2 separate regions of the Mus musculus genome follow, and region 1 is linked to region 2. A link is a contact called in public promoter capture Hi-C data. All regions are on one chromosome and are shown on one strand. The core of a region is the stretch at or near the end of the contact, and the rest is flanking DNA. Distances in the headings are between cores, read along the strand shown. Region 1 holds the start of Mrpl46 (mitochondrial ribosomal protein L46). Region 2 holds the start of Sv2b (synaptic vesicle glycoprotein 2 b).

Region 1 (5,854 bases), core at 1,579-4,078, 3.5 Mb after region 2:
TCACAGAGACACACCCCTGCCACCTCTGCCTCCCAGGTGCTGGAGTTAAATAAGTGTGCCTTCATACCCAGCCTCTTACCTGAATTTTTACTCATCAGTATCCATTAAACTTTCCACTGTCTATCCTTATGCCAACCTGAAATGAATCTGGGGGGATTCAGAGGGTAAAGAGTCTACCTGAGAGTGTGGCCAGGATTCGCTCAGCTGTCCCCCGAAGGGTCTCCCCGGGCTGCCACTCGACTTGAGGAAGCATCCAAACATCTTGGTCTCCAAGTTTCTCTCTGACTAAGAGGACAAGGTTTCTGTCTAGCTTTCGATGCAACGAGGTCCGGTCATTTTTTTTGTCAGCTTCTATAAAAGGGATGATCAGAGGAAAGAGAAAAATAAGAAATAAAGGACTATGATGTACTACGGGCAAGGGTTTTGAGTTTTAGAGCTTTCCATCAGGAACTACCACAAACCCTGTCCTCTGTTTAAGCCAAAGTATAATCCTAACTCAAAATGAAAGCTAAGAATCGAAACCAGAAATAAACTCCTCTCAAAAAGCAACGTATAGCTGAAACATTTGGAAAAGAAGCAATGCCTGTGAAAGTTCGAGCGTAAACACTAGAATCTAGCTCAGAGGCAGTGAGTGCACTTGCCCTGCAAGCAGGAGGTTCTTGAGTTCAGACCTCGGCAATGTTACACAGTTACAAACAAACAAACAAACAAACAAAGTCTTGCCGTTGGATTTAACGCTATTACCAATCTAACTAACTAACCCCCACCTTCTCTGTTCTCCAGTCATCATCCTTGAAACAGGGACAATAGCACTCAGCCCCTGCTCTCAGAATGACTTCTAATAAAACAGGAATTGAGGAGAAAGGCTCAAGTCCTCCCACTCTCTGATCCAGTGACAACCTCAAGTTTTAACAGAAAGAAAAGACTCTTTACTTCTACTGAAAATAGCATAAGCCTTTTTAAAAACTCATGTTAGGGAGATATAAGGAATAGGGAGGGAGTACTACTTTCCTGAAAACTGTTTTGTTACTTGAAGCTTGTTATTAAAATGCAAAGCAAAAGACAGGCAACTGTCCTTCATTTGGAAGTGAGAATTCCTGTCTCTCGCTCCCTTGTGGTTGGCCCAGGAGGTCACAAACCTGTTTCCCGAGCTCCAGGTCTGAACTGTAGGAATGCCTGCTCCCACATATCTTCTAAGTCTTGTGCGAGCGTAATGCCCTGCTCTTGTTCCTCATCATAAAGGTCAGCTTTCTTCTTTGCCAGTCGCTGAGCTTCATCCAGAGCACGGAGCTCATGGTCTGAATACAGGCTTCTCTCTACCTCGATCTGGGAAAGGGAAAAGGAAAAGGAAGAAGAAAAAAAACAAAGCTTCTGTGACCTTGACAGGCTCAGACGTACAACTCTTAACACAATCAGAAATAGAATGAAACACTATACAGATTTAAAAAAAAAAAGCCCACTGGATTGTAAGTAGGCAGTAGGAGAACTTCATTAAGACTGTCAAGGAGAACAGAGGGCACTGAAGACCCACTTCCCACACACTAGGTCTACTCGTCTCTGATCAGCATCTATTCAAGGACTTTCCTGCCATGAAGACTTTCCAACATCCTTCTTCCTAGTCTCTCTTTCTCCTCATGCCATTTCTTCCAGATTTCTATCCATCCTTCTTATTTCAACTCAAATACCTCTTTCTCAGAAAGATATTCCTGGATACTTCTCAGGAAAATAAAACCTATGTGGTCCTGTGTAAAACTCTTCTAGTACTCTATGTTTTCCTTAATAGCACTTACCAAAGTCTATAATTAGTCATAAGACTGGTTACTGATTGTATCCCTAATTCCAGTACCTGGAAACTCTCTGCGAAGCAGAGCGATGTGCCTGTCACATCCACAACTGCCTATCACTTTGCACACAGACGCACAGTATTGGCTACGAATACCTTTATGGTGAAAGAAAAAGGACTACCAAAAAAAAAAAAAAAAGTCAAGTGAGTGAATACATTGAGCAAAAAGCACTGACGGGAGTTTCCATTAGTATTCTCCAGACAAAAGCCTTTTGGAGTCTAGGGATACGGAAGACCTTCCATCACTATCTCCTGACCCAACAGCAACAACACTTGGGTTTTTTGTCTTTCACAGAAATTGCTCCCTGAGGTAAAGCAAACTTTACCGCATTATCTTAAGGATGTGCCCACAGTCACCACGACTTTCGTCCTAACATCACAAACACTTCTCTATAGTCTGAGAGCTCCTAAGTTAAAGGGAGTGATTCCTGTTTGCCCCCGGATCCCTACAGTATTGAATGAACAAGAAGGAAGCTATCCACACCGAATGATCAAGAGAAAACAAGCCAACTAAACTCTTTCAACACCTGCTATATCCTAACCCAACTCAGTACGGTAACTTCATCTTGCAGATGTCACTAAAGGTCGAGAAATGAAACGTTTGCTCAAGGTCACACGAAGTACCAGAGTCTCCATGGAAATCAAGACCTCCTTGATACTGTTGCTTCCCTCCGCCGCACCAGGAAGCCCGTGACTGCCTTACCTGCTGTAATAGACCCGCCATCTCTTCCTGCAATGGAGTGAGCGCCTTGGTGATCAGCGGTGGCCGCTGCAGACACAAGGCGCCCGACAAGCGCCATGGAGACCGGCTGCTTGAGGACGCAGCCTCAAGGGACAAGCCACGAGAACTACCTGCCCAGAACCTGTCAAGCTGCCGCCAGCCTCTAGCCAGCCCTAAAAGAGTACGCCCTACGGGCGCCGCCATCTTTCTGTCTTCCCACAAGGTACCGCGGCGCCCGGCAGAGCCCTCAGCCAACCCCAGGTTCCCATGAGGCAACGCGGGCCGGCGAGGGGCGGGTTTACCGAGTGGAATGAACCATTCCCTTTGGGGGAGGTAGGTGAAATTCTAGTGTTAGACCACTAGAAAGGGGAAAGTTCCTACATAAATGGTTTTATAGAGCTTTAAATTTGAAGAAAAAATACTTACAGGACTATTTAAGAGCAATCAGGTGATTTCCTGTCTGTGAGCACCCCCACAGAGGCTCATGGTGCTGGCTCGAGCTAAGCCAAGCGCCGCGGAGGGTCAATTTCAGTCATGCAGGTTTTAAGAAACTCCGGGTCGTGGCTCCTGCGGTCCTGGGCTGGACATGGAATGACCAGGTAAGGATTACTCTTTCGAACCCACTGTCACTCTCGAGCCTGCCCGCCTACCTTCCTTCCAGACCTATGTGCCACTTGAACCCCCCAAAATACCGTTAATCCAGTCCCTCATCGTACTCTCTCTCTCTCTCTCTTTTTTTGCCCCCCAGGTTTGTGGGCATTGCCCCAGCTAAGAATATCCACACCGGAGCCCCGAGATTAGAAGACTCAGCTGCCAGGCAGAACACTGAAAGGGAAGCGGCTCCAAGTCGCTTCAGGTGAGGGTAAGTGGATGCAGCGCTCTGGAAAGTTGCATCCTGTGACTTCTGCCCGACACCGTCCAAAATCATAGAAAAAGTTAATTCCTGGCTGTCATTTGCCATCTGTGGGAGCTTGTGCAAATCAGCACACTATACGTGGAGATAATGCTTAGAGGGGTTGTTGGGAAAATAGAGGGATGAGCAGGGGCATAAGGTAGCTGTTCAATTAGCAACTGTTAGCTAAGTGTCCAATGTATATAAATACCAGCTTTCTTTTCCTTGTGAGATAAGCTTTAGATCCGACTAGCAGCTTTCTCTGCCTCCAACATAAAATGTCTTGAAGAACCACACTAACTGCACATCTAGATTGTGCCTTTCTTAATTTCGTGCCTAGCCCTGGGACCTGGCATCCTGCAGCATCCCACTAGTAGAAATACTTAATATGCAGGCGGTATATATGTTCACTTACCTTCACATCTGTTTAACAGTTACAAAAGCTACTACTACCTGTTGAGTACCAGGATAAATACAGGAAATATAGGTTATGTCTCCCCAGAAGTAGTACACAACTTGCAAAAACAACACACAGGCAAATGTATTAACCATAATCTGATCAAAAGGATAATAGAGGTAAGAACTGGCTGGACATTTAAGAGAGTAAGGCACACTTGAGGAATTCAGGAAAGACTAAGTACCGTGGACTGTGGAAGTGACTAGGATCTCAGCTGGACAAGATCATTGTGATCGTGGCAGGCAAGGGTAACGTCTGTGGAAAGGCAGGCTGTCAGAACTGGCTTGTGATGCCTCTAGAAAGGCATTTCGGAACCTGTGGGTTGCAACCCCTTTGGGGTTCCTAAGGCCATCAGAAAACACACATACATACGTTACGATTCATAACAGTAGCAAAATCACAGTTAGGAAGTAGCAACGAAAATAATTTTATGGCTGGGGGTCACCACAGTATAAGGAACTGTATTAAAGGGTCACAGCATTAAGAACACTGAGGACCACTGCTCTAGAAGGATCCAAATGGCAGAGGACAGCCCTGTCTCCCTAGAGCTTTTACACTTTATCCCCTGCAGGCAACGAGGAGCTACTGATGGAATTTGATCCAGGACCGTTGTAGCCGTTCATTTGGCAATCCCAGACACTACTAGGATTGTTGGGGTTCTGTCCCTGCTCCAACAGTAAAGCAGGCAATCAGGCATAGCCGTATCTGTCCAGTTCTGGGACGAGTTGATGCCATGTCATTCACTCACTCATTCATTCGTTCATTCATTCATTCATTTTTAGGATGGCCTTGCTGTGCAGCCCAGGCCACCCTCAGACTCACAATCCTCTTGCCTTGGCCTCTTGGGTGCCTGAATTACTAGAGCATGCCCCAGCCTCAGCCTTACTCTTTAGGGAGTCTATAACCACTGTGTTGATGTGAAGCCATGGGGAGCAAGAATGGAAGCTGAGAAGACTTGAAAGCAGTTAGAAAGCAGTGGATATAGGTAAAAATAATGGTGTCTGGAATAGGGTGATAGTTTTACTAGCCAGCGGACTTTGGTTTTTGTGTTTTATTTTGTTTTGAGACAAAGTCTTGCTGTGCAACCTAGGCTGGCCTGGAATGTGCGGCAGTCCTTAGTCTCCCGGGTGCTTAGGGATTACAGGCATCTGTCCACACCCAGCTACAGATCTGTTAATATAAAATGTGAGAAAAGGAGAGGTGTGAAGGCTCAAAACTGGGCGCCAAACAACTGAAAATATGGAATTGTTATATATTAAAATGTCAGGGACTAAGAGTTGAGATCTGTGTGGTTAAGTTTAAGATGCCTTATGCTTGCTTTCGAAAGGCCTTGTGTAATCATGTATAATAAAAGAAAACATTTGAGACACTTAGCATCAGAGTAGGAGTAGAGATGCCATATAGACGGATATCTGGAAGGAGGAAGAACCAGCAAAAGAAAACTCCTCCCCAAGACAGGAAGAAAGCCAGACAAGATTTCCCTTTTAGTGTGGTGCAGCAAAGTAGGGACCCGAGCCGTGTTTGGCACTGCAGACAGGATGGGGTGGCAAGCAGCTAGCATGATTGCTCATTGGATTTAACAGTATGGAGGTGGTTGGTGACCTTCAGTACAGCCTTTCTGATGGAGAGCTCAGAAATAACTTCTCATTGTTTCAAAGAAAATAAACAAGTATTGTCATTCCTTTAAGGAAGCATTGCTGTAAGGGAAAATGAGAAGTTCTTAGGAACTTGGGGTTTAAAATGTGTGGAGTTTTGGGTGGGGGGTTGTTTGGGGTTTTTTTTTGTTTGTTTGTTTATTTGTTTTGTTCTTGTTGTCTTGACTTTATGACATGACCGTATGTTTTGCTTCTGGGAACCAGAGAAAGACTGATACTGAAGTGGGAACATTGCCAGAGCAGTGTCCTTGTGGGGCTAGTGATGCAGCTGGAGCGCGATGACAGG
Region 2 (5,754 bases), core at 135-2,634:
CCCTAAGGATCAATGCCACCTCTGACACATAAAACCGTTGGGCAAGTATTTGCTGACTCAGGGAAGACGCAGATTGTGCCTCACTCACCATATCAACTGCATCTTCTAGCAAGCCGCCTCTTCTGCAAAGGGCAAGGGAAAGCATAGAAGAGACCGCCAAGCTGGTTGCAATGTCTAGTTCCCCACCATCCACACACCTCTCACCCCTCACCTGCCCCTCCTTGAGACCCAGAGCCACCCACATTCACCTTCCAAACAGGCTTAGAAACCAGCAAGCATCCCACAGCGTCCCACCCTACCTTACCCAACACATCTGCATCAAGTTACCTTTAAACGGAGCCTGTTTGCATCTGCAATTTCTGGATAAAAGATAAAAGCATTTGGGCAGCTGGATCTGCTGTACCCGACAGATGAGAAATCTACCACTGGTCTGCTGCGGAGGGAACAGCAGCGCCTTGCTCCTCCCTAGCTAACGGCATTTGCTCACCCATCCCTGCAAAACAAATCATGTTCTTTTCCTTGCGCTAAAAATCCATCCAGAAAAAAAAAAAAAAAGAAAGTCCCTAAGAAACGGCTCCCACGCCCGCGGAGGGCGCCCTCAACACAGAGAAACACACACAAACCCCAGTCCAGAGCCAGCAGGTGTGGGCACGTATTTAATCTGTTCTCTGAGAAAAAGCCAACGAGGAGTAAGGTTGAACTAAAGGGATGTCCAGGAAGCATGTGGAAAGCAGCTATAAATGTCAGTAGCCCAAGTTGGGAAACTATTTACCGCGCCAATAGTTCATGTGCTTTCACTCCAAGTCCTGGGGAAGGCCACGTTCAAAGAAGCGCGCAGCCCGGGGCAGCAGCAAGTGCTCCTTTTTCGGTGCGCTGCTTTCCAACTCTGCTGCCCTTTGAGGCTTTTCCTAACAACCGCACCCAGAGGTCCCAGCACGGGTCTCAGCATGCCAGGCCTGGGAGCCCCGCACCACCGCGAGAATCGCCGTCCCCTACCTGGGTGGAAAATCCGCAGCGAGCCGGTCAGCAGCCGAACACCGTAAGTCTGGGCGGCAGCTCAGGCTAACGCGGTTGGTAATCCCAACCGAGGCAGGCTCTCCCTAGGGCACACCTGCATCGCCGCGCCCTCGTCGCCTTCGCTGCTGCCTCCGCTGTGCAGAGCCTCTGTGCAGCGCGCTCCCAGCACCCTGCAGCACCCCAGCCCTCCCGGGGCTCCTGAGTCTATTTAGAAGGATCAGCCAGAGCCTAGTCCAGGCACTGTGTTCACTGCGGAAAGCTCTTTGCTTCTAACTCCCTTTCAGATCCAAGGAGAGGAGTTCCGGATAGGTTGGAGGGGAGCCAGAGCCCACTCCCCGGACCCGCCCTTTCTGGATTTGCGGATGAACAGACCTGCAAACGTCTTATTCTATTAGGTTTGTTCCCAACTGACTATAAATATCTTGGTCTCTCCACCCTCCCACCTAAGGCGCCAAGGCGCATAAGACTCCAAGCTCTGTCCCCAAGCTCGGTCTTGGACTGGGGGTGTCCTCGGATTATGCCATCCCCAAACTACCCAAGATAATAGATGTTGACAAATCGTTCTGGTCTTCTTAACTCCTTTGGAACTGAAAAAGAGCTTGCTTGGCCAGCGGAGGGTCCGGGGGGTGGGGAGGGGATGAGGAAAATTTGGAGGGTTTAATATATTGGAGAAAGGCTCTAGCTGTTTCCTTCTTACCAATGCCACACGCGCGCGCACACACACACACACACACACACACACACACACACACCCGGCTCACAAACACAATGCAGCCAGCCTGGGAAGATTTTCCCAAAGCATAGGGTTCCTTCTAGAAGGAAATAAAGTCATGAACGAAGTCACCCTGGAAGTTCAAAGTCCAAATTAAACAACAGTACAGGGGCCTAGTCTTCTGTAGTGTCTGCTAAGTACCTTCCCTAATTGCTTTTCTAACTGTGAGAAGGACAACTATGAGAACGATACCATGACCAAAGGCAGTTTGGTGGGGAAAGAGTCTACTGAACTTACGTATCACCAGCACAATCCATTGAGGGAAGTCAGGGCAGAAAATGAGGGAGAGGCAACTGGGGAACACTGCTTACTGGCATGTTAGGTCTCCTTTCTTATTAAACTCAGGACTACCTGGTCAGGACTGGCACCATTCCCAGTAAGCTGGACTTCCCGTATCAGTCTCTAATTTAAAAACAAAAAAAAAAAAAAAAAAATGCCCTCACAAAACTTACCTACAGGCAATCTGATGAAGGTATTTTCCCAACTGAAGTTGCTCTTCACATATGTGTGTAGGTGTGTGTTGTTAACAAAACCAACCATTGTACCTAATTATGTCAAAGTGGAGGCAAAAGAGAAGAATCTTGCCTTTTCTCCACTCAATACTTCTGCCTCCCCAAGCTCTTCACTTCTATCACCCCCTCCAGCTACAGAAGGCTTCTCTCAGCTCCCCACCTCTTTCTTAGCCTGGGCTTGACCCTGAACCACCTTGCAAGGGCTTCCCTAGTTCCCCTCCCATAGTTGTTCCCTAAGGTGTAAGTCTAATCTTGGTTCCTTCCTGACTAAAACCAGGCCATTGGCTTCCCTTTGTCCTTAGAAACACTTCTTCCTCGTCGAGTGAACAAAAGTGTCTCCCCACTGACATCAACAGCTTCCATGCTTCACCTGATCCATTCCCCTCTACCCATTCCATTGAGTGAGAACTTGAAAGGACAATCCAGATAATTTCCTTAGTAATTCAAGGAATTTATGAACACCTACACATACCAGAGAATTAGGAAGTTATGCAGATGCCCTGTATGGTGTGTTCGAATGCCGAACCATAGGAAGTGGTACTATTAGGAAGTGAGGCTTGGTTGGAAGAAGTGTGTTGCTGTGGAAATGGGCTTTGAGGTCTCTTCTGCACAAGCTATGCCCAGTGTGGCACCCAGTCTCCTTCTGCTTGCTGCCTGTGGACCAAGATGTAGAATTCTCAGCTCCTTCTTCAGCACCCTGTCTGCCTGTACGTTGCCATACTTCCCTACCATGAGGATAACGAACTAAACCTCTAAAACTGTAAGCTGGCCCCAAGTAAACATTTCCTTTATTAGCACTGCCTTGGTCACGGTGTCTCTTTACAGCAATAAAACCTTCAATAAGACAAAGGCTAAAGTAGATTCAGAAGTCTATGTGCTGATGGATACAACTAGAGATAATCAGATTAAACTAAGTCAACCTCAGAAAGACTAATGTCATGCTTTCTCTCATTTATGGTGTCTGGTTTTATATAGACACATCAAATACCATGTGAATGTGGATGTAAATCCTACTTCAAAGTTTTAGATGTGTATATTTAGATTGACATTTATTTCAGTGATGAAGACGAAGGGAAATACTGACTTTGTGAGCTACAAAAGAAAAAATAGTTTGAATGGAAATACTCTTCCTAGATAATAGCTCCCCGGGGAGCTATCAGCAGATAATTGCTGCTAGAGTCCTATTCCTCGGAGGTGTCACTGATGCAAAGTTGCTCTTGATCTGGTAAATAAAGCTCCCACCCTAGCTCATACAAATGACCCTAAGCACATGTGGTGGATTCCACATTCATAAACGTGTGAAAGACAGCGGACAACCTCAAAGAAATAAGCATTAAAACCTATTTGGGAGAATAGGGCACTACTGGGGGAAGGAAGGGTGAGAAGAGAAGGGGTAGAGGGCAATATGCCTAAAGTCCATTACACACTTAAGCCAATACCATGTGCCTAAATAGTGGTTCTTTTTTTTTTCAATTTTTGAATTTATTTATTTAAAGGGATTCTTAATATTCTCTTTTCCCCACATTTTATTAGATATTTTCTTCATTTACATTTCAAATGCTATCCCAAAAGTCCCCTATACCCTCCCCCCACCCTGATCCCTTACCCACTCAATCCCACTTCTTGGCCCTGGCGTTCCCCTGTACTGGGGCATATAAAGTTTACAAGACCTAGGGGCCTCTCTTTCCAATGATGGCAGACTAGGCCATCTTCTGCTACATATGCAGCTAGAGACACAAGCTCTGGGAGTACTGCTTAGTTCATATTGTTGTTCCACCTATAGGGTTGCAGACCCCTTCGGCTCTTGGGTACTTTCTCTAGCTCGTATATTGGGCGCCCTGTATTCCATCCTATAGATGACTGTGAGCATCCACTTCTGTATTTTCCAGGCACTGGCAAAGCCTCACAGGAGACAGCTATATCAGGATCCCTTCGCAAAATCTTGCTGGCGTATGCAATAGTGTCTGCATTTGGTGGCTGATTATGGGATGGACCCCCAGGTGAGACAGTCTCTAAATGGCCCATTCTTTCATCTTAGCTCCAAACTTTGTCTCTGCAACTCCTTCCATGGATATTTTATTCCATCTGAATAATGATTCTTATTGTCATTTTATTTTATGTATATGGGTGTGTTATATACCACATGAGTAGAGAGTGCCCTCAGAGGTTAGGTTTCAGATCCTCTGAAACTGTAGCTACAGACCATTGTTAGCTGCCATAGGGGTACAAAGAATTGAACCCTGGTCCTTGGAAAATCAGCAAGTGCTCTTAACCTCTGAGCCTCTCTCAAGCTCCAAATAATGCTATCTTTTTAAATTATTTATTATTTTATGTGCACTGATTGGTATTTTGCCTGCATGTGTGCCTGTGTGAGGGTGTTAGTTCCCCTAGAACTAGAGTTCCAGGCAGTTGTGAGGTGCCATGTGGATGCTAGGAATTGAACCCAGGACCTCTGGAAGAGCAGCCTGTGCTCTTAACTGCTGAGCCATCTTACCAGTCTTGATAATATCTTTTTAATGTACTACAGGAAAGAGAACAAAAATAAGAAGATAAGATGAATGTCTGTAAATAAATAACTTGATAAATAAATTATTATAGGAATATTAGAATTTTACTGGAGAAAATATCTCAAAAATGAAATTAGATCTTTATATCACATATAAAAACTCATAATAAATTAAAGACCTAACTACAAGAGCTAAAATCATAAAGGCCGTACAAAAAAATTCATGACATTGTGTTTAGCAATTATTTTTTAAATACAATCCCAAAAGCCTAGAAAATTCTAATTTATTTTATCAATATGCTTGTAGTCTTAGCATTTAGGAGGCTGAGGCAGGAGGATTTCAAGTTCAAGGATAAACATCCTGTCTCAAAAAAACAAGGTCTTTGTGGTGTGAGTGTGTGTGTGTGTGTGTGTGTGTGTGTGTGTGTGTGTGTGTGTGTGTAGTAGAAATTTCTGGTTTCATTGGAGACTCAGTTGTATCATATGATGTTTTTCTGGAAACTGTCTTATGAGAGAATGGGAGGATGTCTTGCTAAGAACAGACGCATGGTACTTGTCTGGGAGTTGCCTGGTGAGAGGGAATGTGATGTTTGGAAAGAGAATAAGTATAACCCAGCAGACAGTGGACGGTGCTCTGCCATTGGTTTGCCTTGCTTTCTTCTCTGATCTTTACTTGTCATAACTTCATAGAGAGAAAGAACTTCTGCTGGAGGTCCAGCCTTGTAGTTTCTTCTGAATCAAGCCACTACTGCTGATTCATGTTTGTTGTTTTGCTAGTGGAATGGACTGCAGACAACGGATATTGGAATCACCCCCAAGGAACTGCTTCTAAACAGGTCCACATCCCCCTTGTTCTATTAAATATCTTCCTCTCATACCTTTGGTCATTGAGCTATAAGGAAGGTTGAAGCATTTGAGAACCCTTATTAAAGTAGGTTTTGAAAAAT

Evidence for each region. Promoter capture Hi-C pulls out the DNA fragments that hold promoters and counts their contacts.
Region 1: a contact with region 2 is called in a promoter capture Hi-C map of pre-B cells. The contact joins the promoter of Mrpl46 here to the promoter of Sv2b in region 2. A contact is called at or near these places in 3 of 39 promoter capture datasets (cranial neural crest, pre-B cells and second pharyngeal arch cranial neural crest).

What each region holds. Positions count from the first base shown.
Region 1 is chr7:78,780,261-78,786,114 of GRCm38.p6, forward strand. It overlaps Mrpl46 (mitochondrial ribosomal protein L46), which reads right to left and starts at 2,829. Exons shown (of 4, transcript NM_023331.2): 1 at 2,547-2,829; 2 at 1,140-1,326; 3 at 178-351. The coding sequence starts at 2,768. Mrps11 (mitochondrial ribosomal protein S11) reads left to right here and starts at 2,871. Exons shown (of 6, transcript NM_026498.2): 1 at 2,871-3,163; 2 at 3,313-3,420. The coding sequence starts at 3,099.
Region 2 is chr7:75,307,878-75,313,631 of GRCm38.p6, forward strand. Sv2b (synaptic vesicle glycoprotein 2 b) reads right to left here and starts at 1,385. Exons shown (of 13, transcript NM_153579.4): 1 at 997-1,385. 1500012K07Rik (RIKEN cDNA 1500012K07 gene) reads left to right here and starts at 825. Exons shown (of 3, transcript NR_045814.1): 1 at 825-1,039; 2 at 4,191-4,301.